2 separate regions of the Zea mays genome follow, and region 1 is linked to region 2. A link is a contact called in public HiChIP or PLAC-seq data. All regions are on one chromosome and are shown on one strand. Each heading gives the region's core, a stretch centred on a gene start, on an enhancer-like site or on the middle of the called end of the contact. The rest is flanking DNA. Distances are from core to core; before and after follow the strand shown. Region 1 holds the start of LOC103650275 (ubiquitin carboxyl-terminal hydrolase 8). Region 2 holds the start of LOC103650276 (probable serine/threonine protein kinase IRE).

What was found. HiChIP or PLAC-seq counts read pairs in DNA pulled down with a chosen protein or histone mark.
Region 1: a contact with region 2 is called in an H3K4me3 HiChIP or PLAC-seq map of leaf, with 3 times the contacts expected there. The contact joins the promoter of LOC103650275 here to the promoter of LOC103650276 in region 2. A contact is called at or near these places in 2 of 25 Hi-C or Micro-C datasets (ear and leaf) and 1 of 3 datasets of contacts at active chromatin or transcription factors (leaf).

Annotation. Positions count from the first base shown.
Region 1 is chr3:111,305,929-111,308,637 of Zm-B73-REFERENCE-NAM-5.0, forward strand. It overlaps LOC103650275 (ubiquitin carboxyl-terminal hydrolase 8), which reads right to left and starts at 1,443. Exons shown (of 13, transcript XM_008675884.4): 1 at 1,145-1,443; 2 at 805-1,032. The coding sequence starts at 1,272.
Region 2 is chr3:110,670,654-110,673,360 of Zm-B73-REFERENCE-NAM-5.0, forward strand. It overlaps LOC103650276 (probable serine/threonine protein kinase IRE), which reads left to right and starts at 1,407. Exons shown (of 12, transcript XR_002268055.3): 1 at 1,407-1,554; 2 at 1,822-1,885; 3 at 1,961-2,707.

The DNA of each region.
Region 1 (2,709 bases), core at 193-2,692, 640 kb after region 2:
CAGTTGTCCTAGACTTCAAAATGTTCCGCGAGGTAGCACAATATTTCTTACTGTCAGCAGCCATCCATCCTGGTGAAGGCCACAGGGCAACGCCAGATTTCTTGCTCTGAGTTGCTTGAGCCTTTGATGCACCCCTTCAAGGCAACTTAAACTTTGGAGTTGGAGCAACTACAGCCTATTAATACACCACAAGCTTTGCATTTGCGTTGACCACATCGGCGTTCAAAGTACTGACACGTGAGGAAAGAACCAGTGCTTTATTGCACAGCTCAGCAAAGGAAGAAGGCTTCCAGCGTTGCACTATGGGCTCCTTTTGGAAACTCCTTAAATGCAGCCGTTACTAGAATGTCGGAATAACCGAACACTAACATGTAGGGATTCACATCCATCCAACCGGAAAACAGCTCTCGTTGCCGCGCGAACAACATGCACGTTAACCAATCGTCGGCAACCGGCGCCGCCGTGAAAATGAACAGTTACCCTAGATCATCCTCCTCACTTGTACCCAGCAGCAAGTCTAACGCCTTGAAAACCTAGGAATGTCATATTCGATGTACGAAATCGTATATCAGGGTTACCATCGTGGTGTGCAGAATTGCAGGCAGCTGACTACCTAAAATCACCTAGGCCTGTCATTAGGCATGTAGGTCAATATGAGCTGATCATCCTACGCATTGCTGAGTACTACGCCCGCTCAGACATGAAACTCGTGGGGAATTCGAGGCATTGCCTATCATACAGCCATTCAAAGGAAGAAGAGTAATGAGAAGGAACACAAGAAAAACAGGGAGACGGTCGTCTCACCATTCCCGTGCCTTTGAGAACAGGTCGGCCGGGAGGAGCGCGTAGCTCCTGGCGGCGAAGGAGGCGGTCTGCTGCAAGAGCTCGTCGGCGCGGCGGAGGGTGTATGTTTGGTCGGAGAGGAACATGCTGAGCACCCTCATGCCGTAGGAGGTAGGTCCAGCAGGCGCGGCCGCGTAGGGCAGACCAGGCACGTTGATCGCCAGCCCTTGCTGCGCCTCCTTCCACCACCTGTGTCACCCATCGCTATGTCGTCACGAGGCCGTGCCTGCGCCTGCCGGACGCGCCACCCACCCAGGATCGGGCGGGCAGCGGGCTAGGGTTACGGGGTGCGTGCGCTCACCTGAGTGGCACAAGGAAGACGCGGTCGTCCTCCTCCTCATCGGCGGCCGCGGCGGCGGGCGGTGTGGCCGCGGCGGGATCCGACGGGTCCAGCGGCGGGAGCGGCGGCGGGTCCGGGGGCGCGGGCATTGCGGCCCGAGCTCCGCAGCGGGCGCGGCGGCGGGGCGAGGGGCTGGGATCGTCGTCGGGACGGAACTGGAAACGGAAAGGGGAAAGGAGGGGAGGGGAAGGGATGCGTGTGGGAGGGGAGCGAGCGGGCTTGGGGGTGGGGGCGTGCTGGGCCTGAAGTGAACAAGAAGGCGCCTGCCTGTGTTGGTCTGCCGAGTGGTGCTGGTGAGGAAGCAGCCGGAGGCCGGAGCCGCGTGCGTGGGGTGGGGCCGTGGGGGTGGCTCGTCAGATCGGATCGATCAGCATCGCGTTTGGATCCGGAAAAGGGATTCGTTTGGGCCGGGCCTACGTGTCAGAGGTAGTATATCCTGGCGTCGTGCTTTCGTTCACGTGTCATGCCTATCTCGCAGATACGCAGATACAGGGCATGTTTGGTTTGCTGCCTAACTTGCCACACTTTGCCTAACTTTTGTGCCTAAGGTTAGTTCTTCAATTCGGACGACTAACCTTAGGCAAAGTGAGGCATAGTTAGCCACGAACCAAACATGCCTACAGTGCTTGACCCGCTTCCCGTGTGATTATAACCTGTGGTGGTGTCCAAACGATGGATAGATGTCGCGCCGTGTGATCGATTCCGCCTAAGCGTGCTATCTTAACAAGAAAATGACCTTTTCCACGAATGAGCGTGTCCACGAACATGCTTCCGCGTCCAAATATATGCGCTCAGCATAGGCTCTAAATTTTACACTATTTAAAATATAAGAATTATATTATATTAATTTTTAGATTAAAATTAATTAAAGGTCTAAATAGATCGTGGACAAATGTTTGAACCGTGATTTATTACCATAGTAAGATATGCAACGAGGCAGCTAATTCTTAGTCTAGTTTTAACCCTTCTAAAAGCAACTCTGGTAGTTACGTAAAACACTTCCTAAATATTGATTTATACGGAGTTGTTAAGAAAAACGTTTTTCCAATAGTTATGTAAAACACATCCTAAATTTACAAAACACCCTAAATTTCTCTAAAACATCCCTACATTTGGCAACTTTTTATGAAGCTTCTTAAATCCACTACACCAATTCCATCGTGAAAAAATAATTCTGCGCATGCGCAGCTAGCGATTAAACAACTGTTGATGTAATGAACGGCCGCACATGCAAAACTCACAACTAAACAATTGTGGCAGCAAATCAAAAGACCAATGCAGCTCACCAGGTTGAAAGTTGTTGTCGCTCACGAGGTCATAATTTTCAAGTCGTGTTGCGGATTAGAGATAAAACAAAAGGAGAAAAATAAGACGGTCCCACTCAAATTAATAACATAGTGTCGGGGAAATGATCCCCTGTCCCTAGGACCTGCCAGTCAAAGAGTGCGCTGAGGGAAGGGCTGAAAGTCACCTAGAGAACTTAGAGTTTTATAAACTTTGAATACAAACTTCACCTGGGGTTAGGG
Region 2 (2,707 bases), core at 157-2,656:
TTATATTTGCAACAGTCTTGGTTTCCACAGCAGGCACAGCAGCAACCATTTGTTTTCCCTCAATTTCAGCCGCCGATGCCTCAGTGGGGATTACATGCTCCGCCACCTCCACCTCCACCTCAGGTTATTCAATTTAGTTAAGACTTGTCGTTTGTATCAACCTAATTGTCAAATCTTTACTAAACTTGATTTTGTAGGGATCCGGGGTCATGGGCCACAACACGCCACCACCGGTCATACCAGCACCAGGAGCTTATGCAGGGGAGGGAGCTTATGCAGGGGAGGGAGCTTATGCAGCAGAGGTTAGTTTGAGAAACAATTTGTTTGAATAGTTGTTATACATGTAACCAATGCCGTTATTAATGTCATCTTTTTTTTAGGATCCAACCCCGTTACACGACTTCGTCGACCAGTTATTGGCTTCTGGAGGTAGTGGACACAACTCCAACGACCCCAATGTGTGATTAAGTTAGCTTTGTGTCGCACTGTGTTGTAATGAACTATTTTGTGGACTTTATGTTTGTATGGACTATTTGTGGACTTTATATTTGTATGGACTCAAGTTTTAGGTTGTGAACTCAAGTATAAATTTTCTGTGATTGTATGGAATTTCTGTTATCGTATGAATTTTGTATGAAATTCTGTTATTTTTCGCATTTTTTTCAAAATTTTTTTGCTCTGAAATTAGTAATTTTCGGCGGCCCCTCTGGCCGCCGAAAATAGCTATTTTATTTTCGGTAGTTGTTATTTCTGGCGGCGACTGGCTGGCCGCCGAAAATAATCTGCTATTTTCGGCGGCCAGGAAGCCAGCCGCCGAAAATAAGCTATTTTCGGCGGCCAGCCATTGGCCGCCGAAAATAAAGCCTTATTTTCGGCCAGGTTTTTTTGGCGGCCAGAAGCCGCCGAAAATAAGTCAATTGCCGCCGAAAATAGCCTATTTTCGGCGGCAACTGGCTTATTTTCGGCGGCTTCTGGCCGCCGAAAATGACTGTAGCTGTTGTAGTGGATGTAATATTGAAAAATCCTAACTATGCTCTTGGACAGTCGTCGCTCCTCTTCTAAGGCCGTCGCTTCCAGGAATGTGACGCCGACGCCGAACCCAACCTGTAACCCACCGCCGCCGCCGCCGCCGCCGCTGGCCATCGGTGGTCATGCCGTTGCTTCTGGCTGCCATCACCTAGGGAGTCATGCGGGGAGAGCTAACGGGGTGAGCGGGTGGTGGACATACACTGTATATATAAGCGGGGATTTTTCTCTGGCTGGCGGGTGGGACCCTCTTACGTCACGTACACGAGAAGGAGCGATACGCCACGCGTGTCCGAGGAACACGTTAGACCGCTCCACTCTAGTGGGTAGGCTAACAGGTGGTCCACCTATCTACCCCGTTACCCCTCCGTCCCCTCGTTTTTAGTTCCTCCTTGGCAACACTAAACACCTGATGTTAAAATTAGCACCTCATGATGAAATTACATGGGAAAAAGTGTCCCCGTTATTAGTTTTATATTTACATAGGTAAGTTTTGATCGATCGTCGTCTGTCTTCTCCATCGGGTAGGTACGTTATGACTATCAAATCCGCTCACGTACGTCATATGATTTTCTTCTTGTTCAATCGATTCACCGGTCATCACATTCCCACGAAATTGCTAGAACAATACCTCTTGTCTCCGAACAGTTCTTACAGTGTCTTATTTTGGTCTTGTTGTAGTGTCTCCGAACAATCCCGTGAAAATGAAAATCGTCACCATCACGTCCAAATGCTTACCTGGTCGCGTATTTAAATTGTATAAAAAATGATCAGATTTTATCGATTTGTTTGAAGCATGTAATTAAGATGCTGGAGGGCGAGGAATTTGCTGGCCTGCGCGCACGTTGCGATCATGGAGGTAAACAATTGAGGAATGCGGTGGCCGCGTACGTGCTTTGATATGATGCTATAATACGCCTGATCTGATTCGTAGAAGGACGGCGGCGGCGGGCGCGGGCTGCCGGCGGCGATGGTGGACGGCGGCGGGCGGGAGATGGACTCCCCGCGGTTCCGCGCGATCCTGCGCGCCACCAGCGGGCGCCGGAAGCGCGCACCCGAGGTGAAGAGTTTCTCGCACGAGCTGAGCTCGAGGGGCGGCGGCGGCGGCGTGCCGGCGATGCGCAAGATGGTGCGCGGCGGCGGGCTCGGCAGCACCACCCCGGAGGAGTTCATCGGCGCCATCCGGACCAAGTTCATCCGCCTCAAGGAGGAGGTGGACAGCGAGCTGGGCGTCTTCGCGGGGGACCTCGTCGACATGCTGGCGCGGTCGGGCGACCACCGGGACGACTGTCGCGTCGCGCTGGAGGACCTGCTGGTGGTGGCACAGCGGTGCGCGGAGATGAGCCCCGAGGAGCTGTGGACCCGCTGCGAGGGCGTAGTGCAGGGCCTCGACGACCGCCGGCAGGACCTCCCCGCAGGCCTCCCGAAGCAGGCGCACACGCGCATCCTCTTCATCCTCACGCGCTTCACCCGCCTCCTGCAGTTCCGCAAGGGCGCCGCCGCGGGGTGCCGCTACGCCGCCGACGCCGACGACGACGACAGGCACAACGTGCTCGGCCTGCACAACCTCAGCGACCTCGGCCTCTACCCGATCCACGTCGACGGCGGGGATCTCGGCCCCAAGAGCACCTCCAGCCTCACCGAGCTCAAGGAGCGCCTCATCAGGCGGCGAATGTTGGAG